Linked DNA regions of Danio rerio: region 1 is linked to region 2. Evidence: chromatin contacts called from public Hi-C data. All regions are on one chromosome and are shown on one strand. The core of a region is the stretch at or near the end of the contact, and the rest is flanking DNA. Distances in the headings are between cores, read along the strand shown. Region 1 holds the start of ngdn (neuroguidin, EIF4E binding protein). Region 2 overlaps ncoa2 (nuclear receptor coactivator 2).

Region 1 (7,023 bases), core at 4,173-6,672, 110 kb after region 2:
AAACCATCCAATAGATCCCAACAACTCAAGAGCCGAATATCACCAGCACTGACAATCAGCAAAACATCCAGAAATGTGATGAAAACTTGAATGAAATGTCAAATTTGTTGTATTTGTAAACTTATTCTAGAACTATATACAATATATACAATATGTACATACATGCCCTTAATCCTCCATCTGGCACTATATAGGATGACTCAGTGCCTGGGCTTCTTCTTTCGGGGCTCCTTGGGCAGCGGCTCTTTGCTGATGTCCACCATGATTTGAGGAGGGATGCTGGGCCCAGACCTGCTCTCCGTGATGACCACACGTCCATCAGGCTGCACGGTCTCCAGCAGTACAGGCCGGTCCAGCTGATCCCACAGCCGCTGCTTGATCTCCAAGCCCCACTGAAGGTTGTAACGGCCTCGGCGTCTCTTCATGGTGGAACCCATCACACTGTGGTAGAGGTGCTGATATTCTTGCACACTCCGGCCGTGGATGGAGAGCGGCTCCTCCTGCGGACACTCACCAGCCAAGGAGACTGATGCTGCGGGACGGAGGACAGGAAGGACAGCTGCGTTCCTCAGGTGTTTCTCCTCCAGTGAAGTGTCCGACATGCAGCTGCAGGTGTCTGGCCTGGCCGCTGCTGCGCTCTCCTCAACGGAAGAGACGCGCTCCAGCAAGAAGTCTCTGAGGTGTCCAGGAAGAGTCCTGGTCCTACTCGAGCGCCGCAGCGTCATAGCGAACTCCAAAACAACTTCCCAAAGTAGAAAACAGGTGAAACTCAGTCGACGGTAGATTTGTGCAGAGGTTTGTAGCGCGATGATCAGGATTGATAACTTTATAGACAGTTGTGTGGATTTTTAAACCAACTAAAGTTACCATGGTGACAGAATGACGAGGGTCATTTAAATGTAAACAATAAATGATATCAATGTTGAGTCAATTAGAGCAGCAATAGCTGTATGTTTATACAGTGCATTTATTGTTAAATGGTATTAAATACTGAAAATATCTTAATAATTAGAAGGTAAAATTTTAAAGGGCTCATATACCTAAATAAACAAATACTGTCCCCGTTTTTCTTTATTATGATATTTGTACTTTTGAACTTGAAAATCGTCCACGTCAGAAATGAAGTCATGTTAGCAGAGGTGATGTGATCCAAAGGTGATGTTTTTATTTACGTTTTTAAGGAATTAAATTAATGTTTAATTCCTTAAAACATGGGCAATTAGTTCCAAAACAACGTTTTAAAATACGTCTTTTTATACAAATCTCACCTACACATTGTTCAACTGTGTGAGTGATGCCACAACTATAGGGGCTGGGTAGGGTTTATTTTGGGGTTTAGTTAAGTAAAATAATACACTTCAATATTCATCATCTACCAAGCATATACAATATAGTCAGTGTACATAAATTCACAATTTTTTAAGACTAACAATCTTTTTTTTTTTGGGGGGGGGGGGGGGGGGGGGGCACCTTCTATTAACCTAACTTTTTAAAGAAATATCTACTGATTACCAAACCTGCAATTGAAAGCACAGTAAAAACAGTCAAATTATTACACATTCATTCATTTTCTTGTCGGCAGTGCCTTTATTATTCTGGGGTCGCCACAGCCGAATAAACCGCCATCAAATTATTACTTTATTATTATTTTTATTATTATTATCAATATTTATTAATTACTCAAAGCATTAATTATTAACACTCCTGTCAGGCACGTGCACACATAGGGCTCAACCTGTGCAGTGCACATGCCCTTTTTAGTCTTGGATAGAACGTGCCCTTCCAAAATGATCAAAAGTGCCCCCGCGACGCGACACACCCTCCGTCCCGCCCTTGAGTACCCTAGTAGCAAAGAATTCTGGCCCAGATTTGGCATAAAGCTGGCACAGCAGGCATTCATCCGGCACTGGCATACAGCATGTGGGCCAAACATGGCCCGGGTTTGGCAAAGGTGGCACCGTTTTTAAGGCGGCACACAAGATTTGGGCCGGATGAAAAACGTAGTATTTGGCCCAGATTTAAAAATTTGAAAAGTGGGCCATGTGAGTTTGGCCAGTCTTGACCCACATTTAAAATACACTAAAATCATTTTTGAGTAAAGAAAAAAAATTCTACCAATCAGATCACTTTGAGAAAAAGCGTGCCCATAGTGTGCCTAAAGCGCATCACTCCATGGGTTTATCAATTTCATTGCAATCGTGACACACCAACCTATCTGGCCCAGTTCAGGCCCAGTTATGAGTTATTAACTTGGCTGAGACTTGGCCCAGATATGGTCTGTGTTTGGCCCTTGTCTGGAAGCCAGATTTGGTCCAGTCATGTACCGTAATTCACTGCGGCATGTGGGCCAAGCAAAACCTGATTGTGTGGGCCAGAGCTGGGCCAGAGAAATTTTGCTATGTGGGTAGGTGCGTGACAACACCGCTCTTGAGTGCGCGCGCAGAAAACTGGATTAGTGGATGATATGAAGGCGAGCAGCCTAATTCATTCCTTGTTCTGGTTAAATAATTTTTTAAAACAACTCTTTTGAGCTCTAAAGGGAAGAAACGCAGTAGGAATTTGCCGTTAAATTTAATTTTAGCAAAAATGCAATGCCAGTCATTTTTACATTTGTTTTTCAGTTAGGGGATATGTTAATTTCACTATATTTATTTACCGGTTATACGAATTATGACTATTCAGTAGTCTAATTGTGGGTTAGCTTGCATGTGTGGGTATAGTTTGACATCTTTACCTAAAACTTTAAACATTTATAGGTCTATTATTTGAAAGAAAACGGGAAGATTAAGGAGGATAAAATATGATCTAAAACACTCGTTTGGCGACGAAGCCATGATCTGTCTGCGTTAATAAACTGTATCTTTACATTAACTTTATTTTTAAAAAATCAGTAATTGCAAAACTGTGCATATTATTGTTACTATAAAAAAGTAGGCTATATTACTGCCTTAAGTCACTAACTTAGGCAGCAATGCAAAGTAATAATAAATGTGAATAAATAGTCTAAATAAAAGGAACAAGAGATTAATTGAGATTAAAATGCCCCCTCAGTTATGACGTCCTGGCGCTGGGCAAGCCCTTTCTGTGAATGGGGTAGGGGAGTCCCAATTCTCTTTAGATTGAAGGCATAGGGCTAAGGGGAAGGTGTATACACCCTTTCAAAAGGAAATTTTTTTAGGACCACACAGTAACTAAAGAAAACTAGCGGAAAATTATGGAGAGCTGGTTGTCTGAAACACAAATACCTTGGTCCAGGGTGGACAGAAGAATGTGTTTGTGTCAAAGATTTTCACCATTGCAATGACTCAGTCAGCAGTCTGCCATTATGATCCAAGTGGTGCTATTACGGGAATGTACTGGATGTACTGTAGCTAAAGAGGTATACCGCTGCAGTCAGTGTGTGAGGCTGATTAATTCATTCAGATTATTTGTAAATTTAGATAATTATCGATACTTGGCGCCAAAGTATGTATCGCGGCCGTAAATAACATATATTTTAATATATATTTAGTAAGCATATATTTTGTCCCACCCCTAATCCACAACCAAACAAACTAAAACGAAAGTCACTCAGTCATTTCATGCACTCTTGGGGGGTCCCTGGTGGCCACGGGGCCATAAGCAGCCGCTTAGTTCGCTTGTGCCGGCTCTGCAGCCGAGGCTCGAACCAGCGACCTTCATACTGTGACCCCAATTATTATCATAATAATTAATAATTATTATTTTAAATGGATGGATTGATGGATGGATGGATGGATGAATGAATGAATGAATAAATGAATGAATGAATGAATGAATGAATATCTTGATACATATAACCATAGCTTTTTTTTACTATAGAAAATAAATGTCATAAAATAAACTATAAATAATAAAGATTCTTTTTTGCATCTATATTTCCATTAACTACTGTGCAGCGATTAAAGAATATAGGATAAAATGTATTATAAATTACTATGTTTTTTTAAATTATTTTACATAGATTTCTTTATCTGCATCAGTCCTGATGCTATACCAAAAATCCCGTAATTTCTGACAATTTTGACAAATAAATAATTCTATGAAAGGTTCTTTATGGTTGGAAAACCTCTTTAGATTTGGCTAAAATGTTCTTCATACTTATGTTATAAAGGAATATTTTAAGAACTGTTCACTGAAGCCATTGATTAAACGTTATTTTTAAGTAGGTCGAAATGAATCATGATTTGATGATCACATTTTGCATTGTGTTTAGTAACTCACATTGTCTATCAGTGTGGTTGATTCTGCTCCGGCAGTCTCACAGATGCTGATGAGACTGGTGTAATATGGAGTCCTGCGCCATCTTCTGGTAAAAGGCAAAACTGAAGGACAGTCGAAAATCACACAATAATTTAGAATAGTTTTGAACTGTAAATTAACAACAAAAAAGTAGATGCAAACAGTAAGAACTAGTTACATTTTAGTTTTATAATATTGCGAAAACGAATCATGATTTTACTACAATTAGTAGAAAATAATTAGACGGCTAATAGACGTCTTTTAAACCATGATGCTTCCTGAGTACTAGATCAATAGAATTATTTATCTGGGTTCCAGCACATGTTGGAACTTTAGGGAATGAAGAAGCAGATGAATAGGCAAAGGAGGCCACAAAAAATAAATAAACAAATAAATAAATCAGAAATTGACATGTTTTTAAGAACTGGGAAAATGAAATGAAGACAATTATTCGACAATATGTGAGGGAAAGATGGCAAAAGAAATGGAAGGAAGAAGGAAGGTGGTAATATGTGATCCAGAGGATGGTGGGTAAAAACAGAAATAGGGAAAAATAGATGCGAGGAAACCATCATGTCAAGGTTAAGGTTTGAGCATACTGCTCTGAATAGTGGACTGTTTAGAATAGGAAAACATCCAAATGGACTTTGTATTAATTGTGATGAAGAGGAAAGTATAGAACATATCATAAAGAAATGTCCATTATATAAAAGGGAACGGAAAATGATGATAGACACTGAGGAAAATAAGGTAAATCTAAATATTAATAGTATGTTAAGTAGTAGAGTAGGAGATAGTAAAATGAAAGCTTTTTATTTGTTAGAGAAACTGGGTTGTATAATATGCTAGACTATAGTCTAAAGTTTTAGTCTATAGTTTTAGACTATCAGTCTAAACCCTGTTTAAAACACATCAGCCACGAATTGCTTAAAACCCGTTTAAAGCCCAGCGTAAAACCAGCAGTAAATCGTCTTACGTTGATTAAAAATGCTATTATAAATGAAACAAATTACATCAAATTGACGCTGTAAATGCTCCAGAAAACCGTTTGTAGGTCCTTTTACAAGTGTCTATGAAAAGCAACATGTATATAATAATCAAATCACATTTAAACCGTCCTGTCAGCCTTTGGTAAAACTGTTGGTCGAGACGAATTTTCCCGAATTGCCTGCTTTGAGTTTTGTCCCCACACGCTTTCCGTATCAACTTTGCTTAATTCAAAATGGCGGCCACCGCAGTTGGAAACGTGAGTTTATCTTTAATTAGTTTCTTTATTCTTTAGTCAAACCTAAACATAGACGATTGAAGTTTAGTATTTTATTACATTTCTATTATACTGTCATTTAATGTACTTTTATTTTCCAGTTAAGATGAGTAAAACTGGACATTGGATTACACGATAGCCTTTTAGAAATTTATTTACTTTTGTATATTTATTTATTTATTTATTGCTTGTAGGATGTTATAGACCGTGATCTTCCGACTGCTGTCCGTCTACTTAACAGTCTCACCGAACAGGTCTGTAATTTCACAAAATGTAATATTTTGATGGTTATTTTTGAGAACTGTCTGCATCACAATTACACGTTATATTTTATATTGAGTTAAAGATGGTTTTATTTTCGCACATTCAGACTTTCATCTCAATAATAACATTTCAGAAAAGTATTATTTGCCAATCCTAAAGAGTGAAATTTAATAGAAGCCAATGACTATCAAAGTACAACACTGTTCAGTAGTGCTAATGTTGTTTAAGTCATATTTACGCTGGGTTTTTAGTCTGAATATTCAAAGTACCAAACAATATATGGAGCGTGTCACAGGTTGTCACTAAACGATACCAACTTTTAAAGTACCAACTTTACCTCAATAAACCAAATTAGCAGCCAATGACTATCAAGGTACAACAGTGTTCAGTCAATTAAATAGTGCTAATGTTGTTTTAAAGTCATACTACACGCAATTTCAGACCGAATATTCAAAGTAAATATAGGAACATTCACAAATTGTCACTGTTCAAGAATGAACAAATGTGCGAATATAAAACCAACTTTACCTGTTTGTATTTTATGGACAATGGGATTACACATTATTTACACAATCAAGTATACTATTTGTAATGTATTGGTTCTTATGCTTTTTTATATCATTTAGTCAAATTCTGGGTTTGTTGATCACGCCTTTCTAGACTTTATTCATTTTAAACAGCTCAATTTGTTTCTTTAAGAAAAAACTGATGGTAAATTCAACAGTATTTAATTACAAATTGCATTAGATGTAAGTTCAAACTGTTTGAGTTATTCATCGTATATAGTAAAGCCATTGTTCACTTTGGTTGTTGATTACTTTAGTATTGTTACAGTCTTTTAACATCATTTTTATGGTGCTTTTAATTTGTTATCAGTAACAGACTAATCTTTAGGTAATACAGCTAGCACACTAGATGAACATGGAGATGTGATGATGCTGTTTGATATTTTCAGATTGTTTCAGTCACCAGTCATGTTCGGGAGCTTATAAAGAAAGTCAGAGAGAAAGCTTACCAGACTTCCAAGGTAAATGTTGTCTCTGGTAAAAAAAAAAAAAAAAAAACTTTACCGCAATTATGTGCATGACTTGATTATTTTTTTCTGTTTGCTTTAGGGTTTGTCTTTTCTGGACTTGAGATATCATCTGTTACTGTTTTATCTGCAAGACATCACTCATTTGATCAGTTTGAAGACAGAAGGAGAAAGTCTGAAGGACAACAGTGCTATCCACAGA
Region 2 (7,775 bases), core at 3,477-5,976:
GAAATAAAAATATTCTGCTATATTTATTTTACCATCAGGCTGTCCGATATGAAGGTATAAAAAATAAATTATAAAGATGATTTTAAGCCAAAAGTAATATGTTTTGCATGTTTATTTATTTATTTTTTTTGTTTTGTTTTTTTGCACACAGAATGCATTTTATGAATCAACCAAGGTTTTAAATCTTTAATGTTCTACTTAAAGACATGAACGTTTCCTCCACATTTACTCACATTTTTTACCTGCTAGTATCGATATCCATAACATAAAAACAAAAATACCATGAAAGTCAATAGCTATGTTTCCATCCACCTATTTCTATGCACATTTTGCATATGCGCATAAAAAAACAGTTGATGGAAATGCCATGATGCGCATAAATTTTGAAAATGTGCATAAAAAAACGTAGGATGAACTTTTTATTCAATAAGAGAAGATGCGCATAAACTGCGATGGAAACAATTTTATCGCACAAACTCCAGCATGCGCATTAAAAATGGTCATGTGATTTTGTTAAAAGAGATCATGTGATGATAAAAATGTGAGTGAATGGACAAACCGTCAGGCTGAGCACACTGTAAAACTTCTGAACTGTTATTTTGGTCACTATAAAACGCCTTACTGTTTAAGTATTATTGTTATTATATTATTAATGGCCTCCAGAATCAAGAGCGTCTGTGCTCCGCGTCTGACACCTTTACTGCATGTCAGGATTGCTTTCTGAGGCGCAACTGATTTATTAGATGAAGAAAAGATTGATGCAGCTTCTGCTATTGCAGCAAATTCCGTTTTTTACTGTTGATATCTGGCGCCAGTTAATCAGAAAGTGACGATTTAATTCACTTTGACTCGTTGGATGTAAACGCTGCTTCATTCGCACGTCTTTTATGCGATAATCCAGTTTTGTGCATAAAGTTCAAGTTTGGATGGAAACATAGCTAATGTCTGTTTTTTTCCCAACGCTCTTGAGTTTGTGTTTAGCTCAAAGAGTTTTGGAACAAATGGAAGCTGAGTAAAGGATGAAAGAATTTTCATACCTAAGTGAACTGACCGTTTAAGGAAAAAACTATTGCATAAAAGTTGAATGTCCACAGCAATTTCTTTGTTTGTCAAGTTAGTATCATACATACAAATAGCTGCTGAATGTAGTAAAACATAATGCTTAAATATTGAATTAAAAGATGTGCTTTATTTGAAATGATTCTGATCTGTTATACACTGTCTCTCTCAGAATCGTCAGCCTATGATGAATCAGATGGGTGGAGTGTCAAATATGAACCTACCTCTCAGACCCAACGTTCCAAATCAGGTACGCCAAATCACTTCTTACTACACAAATATCACAACACTAGAGTGTCAAGATGCTGCAGATGAAAATATTTATAAAACGGTTGTGTCAACAATACTGGCTGATCATAAGTCATGCTGTATGTGCAGCATTTAAATGGATAGTTCACCCAAAAATGACGATTTACTCTCAATTTAAAAGAGGATTTTTTGAAGAAAGCTCAACATCTGTAACCATTGAATCCCATTGTCCAAATGCTATTGAAGTCAATGGTTGCAGGTTTCCAGCTTTCTTCAATATGTCTTCTTTAGTGTTTTACAGAAGATAGAAGCTCATAAAGGTTTGGAACAAGTGAAGAGTGAGTAAATCATGACAGAATTTTCACTTTTGGGTGAACTAATCCCTTGAAGCTATTAATTTTTTTTATTTGAAAACTTCAAAAATGATTGTCTCATATGTACATGAGCACATCGACATAGTGAATGTGCTGGCTCTGAAGATGCCACATGCTTAAAGAAATTAACCCTTTAACTACCCTAACAAGAATAAAATGTTTGTATTGCATTTCTTAACTTCTAATGTCGCTAGTTATCACACTCAATGTTTTTTTTTTTTCAACACATCCCAAAATTTCTAAAATATCAGCCTCCACCTAATGGTTGATATGTTGGTTTATGGTAAAAGTACCATAATTAATACATATACTATGAAAAATATGAAAATATGAAGCGTAAAATTTATTTAAAAATATATTAAAAATACAACATTTTTTAATTCTAAATCACCTTTAATTTTTGAAGTATTCTATACAATATGGCAGATTCTCATTTAACATGTTTTGTTGTTTTTATTACAATAAAACCAAAATCAAGTGTAGTCGTGCAACAGGATTTTGTTTGTTTGAATTTTTTTTTTTTTTTTTAAAAACAATGCTGTGTGTGAGCCATTATTTAAAACAGTCATTCTTTAAATTACTTTAACAGACATCATTTAAAACAGTAAAAACATGGTAAACTGTCTGGTAGAGGGGCGGTCAAAGGGTTAAAAATGAAAACATTGTTCTGTTCAATACTATATCACAAAGTTATGAAGTTAAGAGGATAGTTCTGACCTCTGAGATATCATTTATAACCTGGGGTACACAAAATGCTGTTAATTGTGAATATTAGTATTATTACTATTACTACAACCATTACTATTATTAGAATGGTGTGAGCTTGAATTTTAATCGAGTGTTTTCAAGGTTTGAAAAGTGCTTGGATTGAAATATTACTGGAAAATGCTTGAAAATGATTTGTCTTTGGAAAAAGTGTAAGAACCCACAGCCTATCATCGCTGACTCATGTTTAGCTGATTTATAATATTTGCAGGGAAATCTTGCTAAAAAGTGAACGTACACTAGAATACATTTTAATTAATATAGATATGATGATGTAAAGTGATTCAATTAATTGAACTGATAACTGATTTATACTTTCGTCTGGTGCCGCATCACGCACCTCCGCTGACTATGCGCGCACCTCGCGTAACGGGACGAGGCTTTTATACTTGACACTTTCACCGTTGTGATATTCTTTAAAACGACAGGGCGCAGTCAAAAGAATCCCGCCATAAGGTCAGACTGTTAAACAGGGAAGTAGAAAGTTTCCGGAACTATGTCTTATCATTAATATCAATCAAGATTTTTAAACAAATTGTTTTTATGAATTATTTTAATGATTTTAAATATTTTATAACCATTCAAGATTTTTTTTGTCAAACATTATGCATCACTTGCTTTTGTTCATATCCCGGACAGTTCCATCTCCAAATATTATTAACCAAATATTAATGACAACAGAGCATGGGTTACCCTGGAAGTATATTTTTATTATGGCAAAAATAAAAGCAAAAAAAAGAAGAGAAAAAAAAACACTTACTTAAAATTTTAAACTAAAGACTTTTTTTTTTATTTAGCCAACTCAGCAATTCACACATTACTGGCTAGTTTGTCCTCTACTGATATGCTAAAAAGGCAGTAATGGTCTGACATTCCTGACCATTATCATCAATAAAGCCTAGAAAAACAGGCCATTAGTATATTGTAAACAGATAGGTTCAAATATTTATTTTCCAATTATGATATTAAAATGTAAAGTCAAAGTTGTAATATATACATCACTGTAAAACCTGTGAATGGTGGAAAAACATATTCTGTAATATTAAAACCACCCAGGTCTCCACTTTTGCCATAGCCTCTCTTTTTGGTTTTGACAAACTTATCCCTCAAGTTTTTCTAATCTTTTACAAAAACATTCTTCCTTTCTCACCATTGTTACCTTTTCTAGCCAGTAGTTATTGGTCATCTGGTTCTCCCTATGATCCCGCATAGACAGATCATAAAGATGTCTGTACAGTCGTACCTGTTTCAACAAAACTCTTCAAAGTGACTCATACTTAACTCAAATCAAACGCGACACCACACAAACTGTTCGCTCGAGACTCAAAAAAAATTATACGCTCCACCAGCCGAAATCATGTCGCACGCACCCAAAGTAAACCACCGCAATGATGTCACATTTGCTGCGAGCATACAGTCGAACTAGCAGACGCGTCAAGTATAAACCAGGCTTTAGTTACTATTTAAATGGCATGTTAAGTTATAGTTGACTTAGAGCTGCACACATTCTCCTACATAGATCTTTCCACCCTCGTTTTGTGTGTATCCCAAGTTTTTAAATGAGATCTCAGAGCTCAGACCTATCCATTTAACTTCATTACTCTGTGATATTGTATTGAACAGAACAATGTTTTCAATTGTTTATTTCTCTTAAGCATGTGGCATCTTCAGTGCCAGCACAATTACACTGTCATCATAGACAATAAATCTACATCAAAGTTCCCAAAATAACCCACTCTGCATCTCCCAGGGGACAATCAACGCTCAGATGCTGGCCCAGCGGCAGAGAGAGTTGCTGAGTAATCATTTACGTCAGCGGCAGCTCGACCAGCAGCGGCAGCAACAGCAACAGCAGCAGCAGCAGCGCAGTCTGGCCATGCGGGCGCAGGGCCTCACCATGCCACCCAACATGGCGGCAGCCGCAGCGGGCATGCCAGGAGCCATGAGCAACCCGCGGATCCCCCAGGCCAACCCTCAGCAGTTCCCCTACCCTCCCAACTACGGTACAGGACTGGCCTCGCCGCCCCCTTCCACCAGCCCTTTCTCCCCCGGTTCACCCAACCTCCCTGCCCCTCAGCTGCTCTCCCACAGCGCCATGCATGGCTCTCAGATGAGTCTAGCTAACCAGGGGATGCTGGGCAGTCTGAGCGGACAGTTTGGGGCTGTTATGAGCCCTCAAATGCAGCACAGTGCCTTTCAGTTCCCCAGCTCAGGTACTGCCTGCCCTTTCTCTCTGTCTGTGTGTCATACGCTTTTACACACACGCACAAAACACGCGCCACTGGCAGTATGACAGACCTCATTTGAGCGAGCCGAGTGTGTGGTGGAAAATCGATGAGGTTCAGGGTTTATCAGGAAACCCAGTAGGTCAGATAAAGGTCAGGCGTGTTTATCATCCTAGTCTGTTCTCTGAAAATATTAGACAAGCATGAATATTGTTTGCTAAAATTATTTAGGGTTAGGTGATGCCAAAAAATTATAATTTTGCTATATAGAGCTATTTAGATAGAGCTATTTAGAGTCCACTTGACAGTTTTCAGTTGCTTTGCATTTACTATTTATATATAATTTGATTTGAATAATATAATGTTATATAGAAGTATAATTAACGATGACAAAAAAACATGTCTTATTTATTTGCTTTTGAAGATGCTGATGTTATTATTTTTTTTATTAGATTGACAGCTTAAATGAACTACATAGAAATGTTATCTTGGTATCTAACTGATGTTAAATTACTAAAACTAAAATATTATATATTAGAATAATATATTATGTATGTAAATGAAATATAAGTAATATAAGTAACATAACTGAAAAAGTAAAGTTCATAGACAAATTTTATGGTGGCTTGAGAAGGCCTAGCCTTGAAGTTTTACAGTTTAAAATTATTGAAGTAGTTTTAAGAAGTTTGAAACAGTTGGCATAGATAGATAAGTACATATATGTTAGCATGTTTCTACTATGAATTGGAATGTTTGTTAGTATGTTTCTAGTATGGATTGGTATGTTGTTAGTATGGATTGGTGTTTTGTTAGTATGTTTCTAGTAGGATCAGTATGTTAATATGTTTGTTAATGTGTTTATACTATGGATTGGTATGTTGTATGTTTCTGGTATGATAGTATGTTTGTTAGTAAGTTTCTAGCATGAATTGGTAAGTTGTTAATATAGATCAGTATGTTGTGTATGTTTCTAGTATTATTTGGTTTATTGTTAGTAAGTTGTTAGTATGAATTGGCATATTGTCTGTTTCTAGTATTAGTATGTTCCTAGAATGAATTGGTAAGTTGTGTATGTTTGTAGTATGATAAGTATGTTAGTATGTGTGTTAGTATGTTTCTAGTATGGATTGGCATGTTGTTATTAAGTTGTTTTTATGGATTGGTATGTTGTTTATGTTTCTAGTATGATTAGTGTGTTTGTTAGTATGTTTCTAGTATGGATTGGTGTATTGTTAGTATGAATTGGTATATTGTTATTATGTTGTTAGAATGGATTAGTATATTGCTGGTATGAATTCGTATGTTGTTAGGATGTCCAATGTAAAGTCAATGGGAGTTGTTTTACAATGGAAGTGTATGGGACAGTTGCTAAGGTGCTGTAAGTGGTTGCTAGGGTGTGGATAGTACTTTTCTGAATTTTCCAGGTCAGTTTTGGGGAAGCCGTAAGTTGGATCAGTTGGAAAAGATAAAGCAACTTAATTCAGTATAGTTTGAAGTTAGTTTGGTGGTTGTAGTATGGACGGTCTAGGAGGAGTCTAAGAAGAAGAAGAAGTTTATATGTAGTATAACAATATGTTGGATTTCTTTAGCCACCATAACAATACAAGTAATAATACAGTATAGGTAAACCAAGCATATATATTTAGTTAGTAATATTAAGAAAGCAATGTTAAACACAATGGTATAAATAATAACAGTACCAGTAGTTCAGGTTATAAAATATCTAAAAAATAATACTTTCCTGAAAAAACAAATGGCATTTATTTATTGATAAAAAAATCATTATTTGTCACAGTATATAATAAAAAATAGGGTAATATTATTGCTGTATTTTGGAGCCTTCTCGGGAACTATTTAGGCTGTAAAAGATACCCTTGTGTTGCTGTTCAGTCAAGTGCCATGAGATGATAGGTTATTTAGCACTTTATACTAGATAAGTAGTATTAAATAATTGTTTTTATGTAGCACCCTTCAAAGATCATAATGGTTACGGTCGATTGTGGCACTAGAGGGCAGAAGAGTCACTTAAATGTTTCCCTACATCAAATGAAGTGGATGTAATCAGAATAAATTACAGCATTATTCAAGGTTATTTCTCTGCAGGCATAATTCTGTCTATTACCACAAACAAAACAACAAAAAATATGATTCATCACTCAAAATGAGTAATAATTTGCATATTTTAATCTTTATCACACGTACAGTGAACCTATTATTCTTCCTTTATTACTAGCATTTTGCATTCATTAGTTTAATAAATGAAAGATCAGGTTTAGCTGAATTCAACAAATCTGGATACATTTTTATTCAATATGTAGAGTCACAACCCAGAAAATTGAGCTTTACACACAGTAAATCAATATGACAGATCCAAAGTCAGTGTATTTTTCATGTCAAGCGTCCGCTGTGTTAATATGTTGATAACTGTGCATTGTCGATTGCCTGTGCTGTGTGTCATGTGTCAGTGTCTGTCCTGCCTAGACTAATTGGCTGATGGTGATCAGTGGAGGCGGAGCAGTTGATTTTGAAACCAATTATGCGGTGACCCAGACCCCACGCCCATTCCCCGCCCACCCTCTTTTCTCTAACACTAACCTGCATGTGTACCTGTTGACTCACTGCCTGCTTCTAACACCTTCAAACCCCTCCTGATTCCTCCTGTTTGATCATGGAGACACTACATGATTCTGCTATGACTTTTTAAACAGTGTTGATCAGCTAATTAGTTTGGTTAAAAAAATGATTTGAGTGATTGGTTTGCTTTTAATTGTATGTTTCGCCACCTTGGAATTGTAAGATTTGATCTGCATTCTGAGTAGACTAAAAAAAGATCTATTAATTAACACATTCAGCATTTTGTGATGCACAAGTGTTTTCAGTTTATTTACAGTTGTGAATTGCATTATGGATGCTTGATCTCTGCTCTGTAGACTTTTGATGTTGAAAATTCAACTCTAAAGTTTAACAAGGTGACTTTTAATGACATTTTAGTTGATTGAAACTTTATTTTTTTAATTTTTAAAGAGAGAAATAAATCTGTAAAAAAACAGAAAGCATACAGGAATTTTATAAAAAGGTTTTTGTACCATAATATACAACACCA

What was found. Hi-C and Micro-C count contacts between places; a contact is called where the count stands out from the background.
Region 1: a contact with region 2 is called in a Hi-C map of an unstated tissue, with 5 times the contacts expected there. The contact joins the promoter of ngdn here to the enhancer-like site in region 2. A contact is called at or near these places in 8 of 18 Hi-C or Micro-C datasets (caudal fin, embryo, fibroblasts and 3 more) and 1 of 4 datasets of contacts at active chromatin or transcription factors (gastrula embryo).

The regions. Positions count from the first base shown.
Region 1 is chr24:16,003,360-16,010,382 of GRCz12tu, forward strand. It overlaps ngdn (neuroguidin, EIF4E binding protein), which reads left to right and starts at 5,423. Exons shown (of 11, transcript NM_198373.2): 1 at 5,423-5,506; 2 at 5,719-5,778; 3 at 6,744-6,815; 4 at 6,904-7,023. The coding sequence starts at 5,483.
Region 2 is chr24:15,889,890-15,897,664 of GRCz12tu, forward strand. It overlaps ncoa2 (nuclear receptor coactivator 2), which reads left to right. Exons shown (of 22, transcript NM_131777.1): 18 at 1,232-1,309; 19 at 4,198-4,660. Among named protein-coding and RNA genes, the nearest start is that of prdm14, 25 kb to the right of the region's middle. Within about 2 kb of position 4,727, at least 4 of the 62 cell types and tissues checked have an H3K27ac peak or open chromatin away from gene starts, as enhancers often do.